Linked DNA regions of Sus scrofa: region 1 is linked to region 2. Evidence: chromatin contacts called from public HiChIP or PLAC-seq data. All regions are on one chromosome and are shown on one strand. Each heading gives the region's core, a stretch centred on a gene start, on an enhancer-like site or on the middle of the called end of the contact. The rest is flanking DNA. Distances are from core to core; before and after follow the strand shown. Region 1 has its middle 80 kb from the start of OTUD4. Region 2 overlaps SMAD1 (SMAD family member 1).

Region 1 (5,593 bases), core at 572-3,071, 220 kb before region 2:
GCTCATGGCAACACCAGATCCTTAACCCACTGAGCAAGGCCAGGGATCGAACCTGCATCCTCAGATGCTAGTCAGATTCGTTTCTGCTGGGCCATGATGGGAACTCCCCATCTTAACCATCTTAAAGTTCGGTGCTGTTGTGTATATTCCCATTGGTATGCAACAAGTCTCCAGAGCCTTTCATCCTGTAAAACTGGAACTCTATGCACATTGCGACGGCTATGTGTCAACTTGACCAGAACACAGTACCCAGCTATTTGGTCAAACATTCTGGATGTTTCCTTGAGAGTGTTGTTGGATGGGATTTGTATTTAAATTGGTTGACTTTGAGTAAAGCAGACTGCTTTCCTCAATGTGGCCGGCCCTCATCCAACTACGTGAAGGCCTGAATAGAATAAAAGACTGACCTCCCCAAATAAGAAGGAATTCTGTCCACGGCCAGTCTTCAGATTTAAACTGCAACTTCGGCTTTTTCCTAGGTCTTCAGCCTGAGGGTCTACCCTACAGATTTTGGACTTGCCAGTCTCCATAAGTTCATGAGCCATTTCCTTCAGCTAGATCTCGATGTCTATAAACATCACATTGGTTCTGTTTCTCTGGAGAACCCTGGTTAATTCACCACTTAAACAACAACTACCCCTTTCTGCCTCCTCCCAGCCCCTGGCAATCATTATTCTACTTTCTGTTACTATTAATTTGACTACTCTAGTTACCTTATATAGGTGGAATCATACAGTATTTGTCGTTTTGTGACTGGCTTATTGCACGCAGCATTATGTCCTCAAAGTTCATCCAAGTTGTAGCACGTGCCAGAGTTCCTTGAATAACATTCCATTGTGTGTATATGCACATTTTGCTTATCTATTCATTTGTTGATGGACACTTGGGTTGCTTCCACCTTTGTTTGTTTGTTTGTTTTTGTTTTTTTAGGGCCACACCTGCAGCATATGGAGGTTCCCAGCCTAGGGGTCAAGTCAGAACTGTAGCCACTGGCCTATGCCACAGATCACGGCACTGTCAGATCCTTAACCCACTGAGCGAGGCCAGGGATCAAACCTACATCCTCATGGACACTAGCCGGATTCGTTTCTGCTGAGCCATGATGGGAACTCTGCTCCCATCTTTTGGTCATTGTGAGTAACACTGCGATCGACATGGGAGTGCAAATATCTCTCTGAGACCCTACTTTCAATTCTTCTGGATATATATATAAATTCAGAAGTGGAACTGCTGGATCATATGATAGTTCTATTTTTAATTTTTTGAGGAACCATTGTACTGTTTACATAGCGGGGGCATCATTTTACATTCCCACCAAGAGTATACCAGGATTCCAGTTTCTCCACATCCTTGCCAACCACTTGTTATTTCCAGCAATAATAATCCTGCAGGAACCCAAAATAATCCTTAACAGGGGTCATTTTTTGTTATGGGATAGCATTTTGTGTGGTGGGTGGGTGGGGGGGGAATGCTGATAGAAACTCAGTCTTGGAAACTATGATGTTAAGACTTGATCCGTACATAATTTAGGCGGCATCTACATAATATGCACACTATTTAGAAGCAGAAAATTCTGTCAAAAAGTTCTTTTGCCCCGTAGTACTAAATGACCACAATATCAGGTTTTGCTGTTTAGAATCTGCATACAAGCAGCCTTATTGAAGGTTTTTCTCCAGAAAATATACACGGATCATTATAAATGTCACCAAGTCATTTTGAATGGAAGAATTTTTAAGTTTGGAGGGAGTTTATAATGTAAAGCAGAAGGTGCAGACTGGCAGGCCACAAGCCAAGCCAGGCCTGCAGACTTATTCGATTTGGCCCGCACATTTTTTTTGGCTCGCACAGTGTTTCTAAAAAGTTTGAATTTGTTAGTTGACAACTTTTTCAAGGGAGAGCGTTCATACAAAAAAATCTTGATTTCTAGCTTTCTGGGGAAATCGAGCAGAGCTGGCAAGACAGGGCGTTCATTTCCACGTGGTGACAGTTGGCTGAGGCTGAGAAGCAGCTGCCCTTTCCGCCCAAGCCTGTGCTCTCCAGGTCCCCACGGTCCCCACCCGCCCTGAGACTGGGGAACGCAAGGACACTCAGGCAGCAGGCTTCTCAGTTTCAGGAACCATTTATAACTTCCTGTAACATCCAGTGGGAAGTGAGGCCCCCAGTGGGCGCTCAGCAGTTGCTGGACTGTTTACTGAATCTGATTCTTTATGTGCAAAACCTGTTTAGGATCCTTTGCTTGCTCCCTTGGAGGAAAAAGAGATAGTAAGGTGATGGCTTTAAATAAATGACGTACACAAGGAAAAGGAGTTCGACAATCCTGAGATATGGAAATACTGAAAAGAAAATAATCATGCGAATGTAATTTTTTACTAAGCATCCTAGCCTTGAACTCCTTTTTTTTTTCCATGTGAGGAAAACTGAAGGAAACAGCACCCAAGAAATGTTTCAGGCTAAGCCCTGTGTTTCATGCAAGAGAGAAACAAGGGGCAAAAGGTTAGTCAGCCGCCTTACAGTGGCAGAATTCTTGGGTTAACATAAATAGAAATAGATACAGAAAATGAGGACCATATGGTGGCGAGATCAGAGCGGCTCTGTGGGTGTGTATTTGCAAGGCCACCCACTGAGAAAAATATTCAGCTTATTGGGTCTTCGCATATTAACTCCTTTTTAATTACTGAGGCACTTGGAGAAGTTTTTTTACACTTTCAGGTGTTAGCAAATGAAAAATGTGTGAAAGAAAAATGCGGAGTTCCCATCATGGCGCAGCAGAAACGAATCCAACGAGGAACCATGAGGCTGTGAGTTCGATCCCTGACCTCGATCAGTGGGTTAAGGATCGAGTGTGGCTGTCGGTAGGTTAAGGATCCGACATGTGGTGTAGGTGGCAGACGAGGCTCAGATCCTGAGGTACGGTGGCTGTGGTGTACACCGGCAGCTGTAGCTCCAATTTGACCCCTAGCCTGAGAACCTCCATATGCCATGGGTGTGACCCTAAAAAGCAAAAAAAAAAAAAAAAAAAAAAAAAAAAGCAAACAACGTCTCCCTTTCTCTTTCTCTCTGGTGGTTGCATTGACTAAGAGAAACATGAACGTCTTATGGAAAGATGTGCCTTGATCTCCAACCCAAAACATGGTTTTTCAAGAAAACAGTTATTTAGGAGTTCCTGTTGTGGCTCAGTGGGTTGAGAACCCAACATGATGTCCGTGAGGATGTGAGTTCCATCCCTGGCCTCGCTCAGTGGGTTAAGGATCCAGCTTTGCCTCAAACTGCGGTGTAGGTCACAGATGTGGCTCAGACCCTGCATTGCTGTGGTTGTGGTGTAGGCTGGCAGCTGCAGCTCTAATTCGACCCCTGGCCCAGGAATGTCCATATGTTTCAGGTGTGGAGGGAAAAAAAAAAAGGAAAGAAAACAGTTATTTAAACCTCTGCCTGCAGCATATTTGCTATTATTCCATTGGCCAAAGTAGGTCATACAGCCAAACCCAGAATCAGTCTGGAAAGGGACTATCTCAGGGTGTGGTTTAGTGGGGTGTGCTTTCAACACCAAGGGCCTGTTCTGGAATGGATAAACAGAATATGGGTCTGTGCCTATTCTGAAAATAGACAGTTGTTGATCCTTATTAAGTTTTAATACTTTTATCCTTTTTATTAAAAATGATGCTCACCTAAAAATGCAAGAAATATAGAAACTACCAAGAGGAAAGAGAAAAATCACCCAATTCCCACAGTCTAATAAAAATCGTTTTTAAAATTTGGTGCTCAGGACTCCAGAAACCTCTCCATTTAGAAGTGGTTCTGATTCACTGAGAAGAGTCTCCAGAGACGGTAGAGGATAGTAGCCTGGACTCAACCTGAGTCATCCTCCATGCTCCCAGAACAGTTTTTGATATTTTTTTTCTTCAGAGAGTGTTTAATCTTACTTTCTATTTTTGGCTGTGCCTGTGGCATGTGGAAGTTTCCAGGCCAGGGATCAAAACCTTAGGGTGACAATGCCAGATCCTTAACCCACTGAGCCACAAGGGAACTCTGCAATAATTTTTAAATATTTTATTTTATTTTTTGTCTTTTTAGGCCTGCACCCGTGGCATATGGAATTTCCCAGGTTAGGGGTCGAATTGGAGCTGTAGCTGCCAGCCTGCGCCACAGCCATAGCAACGTGAAATCTGAGCTGTGTCTGAGACCTACATTACAGTTAACGGCAATGCCAGATCCTTAACGCACTGAGCAAGGCCAGGGATTGAACCAGGTCCTCATGGATACTAGTCGGGTTCTTAACCTGGTGAGCCACCATGGGAACTCCAAAATTTTATTTTTTTAAATTTTAAAATTGACATACAGTTGATTTACAATATTGTATGAATTTCAGGTGTATAGCATATTCAGTCTTTTTATAGCTTATATTCCATTCAAAGTTATTACAATAATGGCTATAATTCCCTGTGCTGTACAATTCATCTCTGTTGTCAGTCTATTTAGTTCTGTGTCTGTGAGCCTGTGTGCCTTGACATCAGAGTTGACAAACGTAAGAGAGTGTGAAGAGAAGAGGCAACTTCTATCCACCAAAAAAAAAAAAAAAAAAAAATCCTGCAAAAAAGGAAGCGAAGAGAGAAGAATGGAAAAATAACAACAGCTGTTCCCGGATAGAGAAGGGAGAGCAAAGTCAGATAGCCAGAGGTACATGAAAAGATACACCAGTGGAGATTTTGTGATGTGAGCTGGGCAGATTTATCAATCACATACAATGCTGAGGGCCCACAATACATTTAGAAGCCCGTGGAGATGTTTCCATTCCTTTGACATCAGAAGAAAAATAAACTCTTCAGTTAAGGAAACTGTTTCAATTTATGATATTAATATAGTTATCATTATACTGACATAGTTCTAAAATAGTCCTTTTTAATTTTTTTTATGAAGGGGCCCATGAAGGCAAAAGCACCTAGGGACGTCACCCACAGTCCTGGATTCAGGGGCATATCCCAACATATTCATATTTATTAAACATGTTTATGCCCTGCATTCTCAGGGTTTTTGCCACCTAGGATATTATTATTCCAATTTTACAAATGAGGATTTTGAAGTCTGGGAAGAAGTCAGGAGAGAGAAAGTGATGGAGTTGGGAACTGCTCCAGAAGTCCTAATTTTCAGGTCAGTCTCTCCGCACATGTGCCACAGAAAGTGGCAGATAGGGGATGGAGATCAATATGGGATTGAACGCAATAGAAACTAAACATATAAGAAGCTTTATAATTGGCCAAGTATTTCCCCAGGCACCAAACTTCTTTCCTGAGATGACACTTAGGTGCCTAAAAAAAGACAGGTAGCTCAAGAGAGCATGGAGGAACGTGAGTAGAAAGTGCTGGGTGCCCAACTAAAGACGGCTACCTACTGAATGAGCAGAAATATCTGGAAATCACATATATGATAATATCCAAACTATATAAAGAACCCACAGGATGCAATTGCAAAACAAATGAACAATCCAATTAAAACATGGGCAGAGGATCCAGATAGAGCTTTTTCCAAAGAAGACATACAGATGACTAGCAGGTACAGAAAAAGATGCTCCGTATCACTTATCATCAGGGAAATGCAA
Region 2 (6,265 bases), core at 2-2,501:
AGATACTTTGATTGAATACAGTTCATTTCTCTGTTTAAATTTTCTTCGCTGGAGTTCCCGTCGTGGCTTAGTGATTAATGAATCCGACCAGGAACTGTGAGGTTGCGGGTTCGATCCCTGGCCTTGCTCAGTCGGTTAAGGATCTGGTGTTGTTGTGAGCTGTGGTGTAGGTCGCACACTTGGCTCAGATCTGGCGTTGCTATGGCTGTGGTGTAGGCCAGAGGCTACAGCTCTGATTAGACTCCTAGCCTGGGAACGTCCATATGCTGCGGGTGTGCGGCCCTAGAAAAGACAAAAAAAAAAAAGACAAAAAAATTTTTTTTCTTCATATATTTGTCTTCCATTCATGTATTTCTACTCAAGAGTAATTAATATACTCCTCAAAAATAAATACAAAGTTGCTACCTTTAGGCAAAAATCACAGTAACTTTTAAAAAGATGGTCCCTCAAAAAAATTCAACCGAAGACTGGAAAGAGAATTTTAAAAGCAACCTCCACTCTGTCTTTTCAGTTTTGTGGCACTGAGTGCTGTAGTCTGGTGGTTATGAGCAGACCTTGATCCAAACTCTGGCCCTCGGCTCAGCAGCTGCGTGACCTTGGACGTGTCCCAGAGCTGGGCTGGGCCCGCTTCCTCATCTGCTGAGAGAATTCAGGGATCTGCCGTGAGCTCCACGTGCACAGAGACCATGGCTGCCCATTTACACCTGCCGTGCCCACCCAGAGCCTCGCCCGGGGTCAGTATTCAATGGGCGTGTATGTGCTACCCAGGGAACGTTATCTAATATCACTGCAAACCTTCCCTCTGCCGCCCCACCAGTAAGCAGGCAGAAAGATAAAGGGCCACCTCTCAGGGATTTGGGGCTATGTTTGCATTAAAATTTAACCTCCGTGGAAGGTTCTGAGACGCTTTTTTCTTCATTCAGTGTATTTTCTCGGACGTATCTTGAGGGTAAGGCATTTTATTTCATGAGTGCGTATACTATTAACTTTTAAGTGGTCTTACCCTCTCCTCCACTCTCTCCTGGAAATGCTTCTGTTTAGAAGGTCACTGAACACACACTGTATCTGGGGACATCTGTCTAGGGTAGATACTATCCTGGGCACAGCTGCTCTGGCAGCCTGGCCGCCTGCTCTCCCTCCTCCTGCCCCCACCTGACCTGTTTTTAAATGCTGAACCTACTCTCAGGCCATCCTCCTGTTGGCGTTGGCTCTGAGCCACCTTCCCGCTCATGGGTGACCTCACTGGCTGACCTGAAACCCGCTGGGATGGGGGCTGGCACTGAACTCCGAGGCTCCAGATGTCCCCAAGGCAGGAGCTGCAGCAGTCAGCGGATGGCACAGCTTCAGGCAGGAAGGCCCTTGGAATTTGAGATGCTAGGAAACTGAGAGACTTGCTCAAAGTCACAAAAGTAATAATCATTGCAGCCAGAGCTAGAGCTCAGACCTCTGGACCCTTACCTAAATTCGTTTTCCGAGTCTTCAGAGCTAAAGGGCATTTGTGTACCATGGGGTCACAGCTGGCTTATTTGCTATCATGTCTCTGTGGATAAACATAGGCAGAGACCTGGTAGCTTTGTTATTAGAACTCTCTTGTGTGTTTTGTTTGAGAAAAATAAAAAACAAAAAAACAAAACCTTGTTCATGAACATTTGGCAGATCACAACCTTTTCAGCCTTAGTCTGGTCACTAGACTACACTGATGACTTGGTCATAGAATTGCAAAGAGTATTCAGAGTCTCAGATCTAGAGGGTGTGCGGGAGTGCTTTCCAAAACTCAGCCCCTCCCTCCCATTTTAGCTGTTTCTTTTTCATTCCTTTTCCTTGTGCCTCGGTAACCCAGAAAAGCTGAGTCCAGTCTCAGAATCACAAATGTTTCCTAAAACAAAGATACCTTCTAACACTTGTTAGTTTAGTTTCTCTGTAGACTAGAAAAGTGATACATTTTTTAAAGAAAGAGATGCATAAATGCCTCGAAAAGTGGAGGTTTTACATCACCAAAAAAAGAGGCAGAAATCTGACTTTTTTCCTCCCAAAAGGTCAAGAAAAGGCAGGAAGAAAGCTTCCTCCTTTTAAAGACACACAGCAATTATTAGTGATTTTTCAGTGGGTAGAGAGGTATGGTGAATGCCCTCAGAGCCCTCCTTGCGTCCCTCCGCCCCCAGGATGCACATGAAGAGGTGATGTGGCAGAGCTCAGGGTTGGTTTGTTTTCTTTAACCAGGGTTAGAACTCTTAGAATATAGGACTGACTCAAGTCTGATTTTTAAATGATTCCAGTCAACAATTTATGTGTGTGTAGGAAGGGTTCTAACAGGGGGCTCCTCTTTCAAAGGAGATTCTTATCATTCAAATCAGCCAGTTGGGATCAGCCCTTAAAGGGCAGCTTTAGTCATTCTCTCAAGTTGCCAAGTAGGAGTGACCTTATCAGTGTGCTGAGGAAAAGGGCCCCCACAAGAGTCAGTGCTCCCACGTTTCTGGTTTCCCTAGGATAGAAATAGACTGAAACATGGAAAGAGATATTAAGAGGAAGGCATTCCTCAGCCTCACCCCCTTCCTACATCTGACTTGAGTTAGGCCTACAGTTTGCAAATCCTAGTTCTTGCAGCTGGATAATCAACCTCTCACACAAGAAGGAAGAATTGCACATAGGCTTGTTTAAATATAAGATCGTCCTTCTGCATATTGATTCTTTCCTTGTCCCCAGTAGAAATCTTCATATTGAAGTATTGCTGAAGAGAAGGAGCCAGGACTAGGGTGGGGGTGGGGAGACGTGGCAGAGAGCAGAGCCTGTCCTTTGGGATGCCACACAGCCCAGAGAGAGGCACCTGAGCCTTGTCATCTTAGGGCAGCTGGGGTGTGGAGGCTTAACCTGCCAACTTGCTTCCGCACGTCTCTCCTCTGCCGCGTGACTACTTTCTTGGACTTTCAGACCCCAGACCCATATCTTTACTGAATTTAATTCATTATTATTTATAGTTCAGATGACCATAAAGTTTATTGCCCAAACCAGGACACTTTTGAGAGTGACAGGGTGTCCTGTTAATAATTCCATCCAAGGAAGTCCCATCATGGCTCACCAGTAACGAATCCAACTGGTATCCATGAGGACACAGGTTGGATCCCTGGCCTCACTCAGTAGCTCGGATCCAGCATTGCTGTGGCTGTGGTGTAGGCAGGCAGCTATAGCTCTGATTCGACCCCTAACCTGGGAACTTCCATATGCCAAGGGTTATGCCCTAAAAAGCCAAGAAGAAGAAGAAGAAGAAGAAGAAGAAGAAGAAGAAGAAGAAGAAAATCCCATCTGTTCCAGGAAGACTGGGATTGTCCCAGGGAAACCAGAATACTGACACTTCTTCAAACTATACACGTCAGATTGGATCAGCCTTCACCTATTAGCATCATCAAGGAGTTAGAAGCATCTCATAACTGAACTTAGTCAGTTAGCCTGGAGTTTTCTCCTTTGACTTGAGTAACCTTAACTTTAATCTGCCCAGAAACACTTCTGGAATTTATTCTACTCATCCGTCCCTTAAACTGTACAGGACCTAATTTAACATTCTTGGAAAGGTAGTCATCGAGACGGGACAGAACCTCAGTGGTTGAGAGTGCTCATTGCCTTTGTTTTGAATCTCAACTCTGGACCCTTTCTCTGTGACCTTAGGTACGTTATCCCTCTGGCACCCTTATTTGCAAAGTGTGATAATATGCTCAGCATGGTTCCAGGCTTCAAGTAAATATCTGTGGTGTTAATATGTGTTCGGTAGAGCGTGGTGATCACCTAAAAATCAGTTGGGCAAACATCTCCTTGCTTCTACATAAGTACTCTTAGTTCTAGAGTCTAGTTTATTACCTTAGCTGCCTCCCTCCTTGCTGGTACCAGTCACTTTTTACTATAATTTTCCGAACAGTAACTTGCTAGACTTGTGATGCTGAGTAAGTAGGAAATCCATACATTTAAACTGCGGTACGTCCACCCAGCCCAGTGCAGTGCCACGCCAGGTACTCAGAGCCACAGGTAACATGGCAGCCACCTCTTCCTGGAGGGTCGGTTTTACTTGATTATAAGTTATTTAAGATATCGCTTCTATATTTGATAAGTAATGAAGAGTAGAGCATAAAATGTTTTTAAGTTGGTTAAAATAACTCAAAATGTCAGTGTAATTTCAGTTCCCTTGGAAACCCTGGGGCCCTAGGTAGGTTTACTTGCCTCTGTCACTCATGCTTACATTGGTGGAAAATGTTGAGAAATCTCAGGAAAATGTCTCTCAGAAAGATTCTGAGGGTAATTTGAGAGGGTTTGAGGCACAGGTTGCTGTCCTTGTTAGAGGCTTAAATTGAACTTTAGGTAAATTTGACAGAAATGTCCGCTTCCAAGAGGATATCCGTTTATTTTTTACCTGCAGTTCTGCTTATTAACTTTGAACAGCCCATAGAAGGCACCGTATGTCTTAAACGTCATCAGCACTTGAGAGCGAGACCTGCAGCTCTTTACTTTCGGTATCTTCACTTGGTTTTCACTATAGGAGCTAGTGTATCTGTGAGAGCGAACCAGGGATTCTGAATTGGGAGATGTACATTTTATAGCCCCAGAAGTAGAGAAAGTGGGATAAAACTCTTTTAACTGGGCATGCGATATGCTTTGAAGCTCAGTGTCATGGTTCCCAAACGTTGAAGACGGGATTGGAAAAGGATAGATAATAGAACATTTTAGCCATTTTTGTACATTAGCAAAAGACAATTTTAAGTTGCTTCTTCACATTTATTTTTTGAACGGGCTTTTTTTTTTTTTTTTTTTTTTTTTTTTTTATGGCTGCACCTGTGGCACATGGAGCTTCCTAGGCTAGGGGTCCAATTGGAACTGTAACCACTGACCTAGGCCACAGCCACAGCAACGTGGGATCTGAGCTGCATCTGCGACCTACACCACAGCTCACAGCAATGCTGGATCCCTAACCCACTGAGCAAGGCCAGGGATTGAACCCACAACCTCACGGTTCCTAGTCAGATTCGTTAACCACTGAGCCACGACAGGAACTGCTGAACAGGCTTTATTAAGGAATTATTGGCTTAGAATAAACTACACAGGTTTAAAATGTACAGTATGAGGAGTTCCCATCGTGGCTCAGCAGAAACGTATCTGACTAGCATCCATGAGGACGCAGGTTTGATCCCTGGCCTCGCTCAGTGGGTTAAGGATCCGACGTTGCTGTGAGCTCTGGTGTAGGTCGCAGATGCGGCTCAGATCTGGCATTGCTGTAGCTGTGGCGTAGGCTGGTGACTACAGCTCCAATTCGACCCCTAGCCTGGGAACCTCCATATGCTGTGGGTGCGGCTCTAAAAAGACTAAATAAGTAATAAATAAAATGTACAGGATGATTAGTTGTGACATACATGTGAAAGCATCGCCACAGTCAAGATGATGAACATACTCAACACCCACAAAAGCTTGTTCCTGTACCTTTGCAACCCTGGCCCTCATCCCCAGGCCCCTACTGATCTCCTTTCTGTCACCATACATTGGTTTGAGTATTCTAGATTTTATATGCATGGGCCGATACAGTATATATCATTTTTCTCTCTGCTTTCTATCAGCATATTGAGTTTGTCCATGTTGCTGTGTGAATCAGTATTTTGTTCCTCTTTATTAGAGTAGTAGTCCATTGTATGGATATACATATTTATTTATTTGCTCATGTATTGATGGACATTTGGTTTGTTTCCAGTTTGGGGCTATTACAAAGAAAATATACACATCTGTGTAGACACATGTTTTCTTTTCTCTCAGGTAAATATCTGGAAGTAGAATGGCTGGGTCCTGTAGGAAGTGCACACTCAACTTTGTAAGAAACTGCCAAAATATTGTCCAGAGTTGTGCTGTTTTACATTCAGGTCCGCAGAGTATGAGAATCTCTGTTGCTAATACTTGGTATGGTCAATCCTTTTAATAAAAAATTTTTATTTTGGTAAGATATATGTAATGTAATACTTATCATTTTAATCATTTGTAAGTGTACAATTCCATAGCATTAAATACATTCACAGTGTTGTACAATCACCACTCTCCATACCCCAAACCTTCTCATCATCCCCAACAAAACTTTGTACTCAATAAATAATAACTCCAGTTTTTCCTTTTCCCCATCCCCTGATAATCTGTATTCTACTTTTTGTCTATGAATTTTTCTAAGTTGCTAATATAAGTAGACTCAAAATATTTGTCCTTCTAGTCTAGCTTATTTCCCTAAGGATCCTATTTTTAAGGATCT

Evidence for each region. HiChIP or PLAC-seq counts read pairs in DNA pulled down with a chosen protein or histone mark.
Region 1: a contact with region 2 is called in an H3K27ac HiChIP or PLAC-seq map of skeletal muscle. The contact joins two enhancer-like sites. A contact is called at or near these places in 2 of 47 Hi-C or Micro-C datasets (embryonic fibroblasts and epiblast stem cells) and 1 of 2 datasets of contacts at active chromatin or transcription factors (skeletal muscle).

The regions. Positions count from the first base shown.
Region 1 is chr8:83,158,054-83,163,646 of Sscrofa11.1, reverse strand. No RefSeq gene overlaps it. Among named protein-coding and RNA genes, the nearest start is that of OTUD4, 80 kb to the left of the region's middle. Within about 2 kb of position 1,821, at least 4 of the 83 cell types and tissues checked have an H3K27ac peak or open chromatin away from gene starts, as enhancers often do. A contact at or near this core is called in skeletal muscle, where this site is marked.
Region 2 is chr8:82,936,502-82,942,766 of Sscrofa11.1, reverse strand. All of the region lies in intron 2 of SMAD1 (SMAD family member 1), which reads left to right. The region is part of intron 6 of LOC102165892 (a long non-coding RNA gene); the gene reads right to left. Among named protein-coding and RNA genes, the nearest start is that of SMAD1, 48 kb to the left of the region's middle. Within about 2 kb of position 1,251, at least 22 of the 83 cell types and tissues checked have an H3K27ac peak or open chromatin away from gene starts, as enhancers often do. A contact at or near this core is called in skeletal muscle, where this site is marked.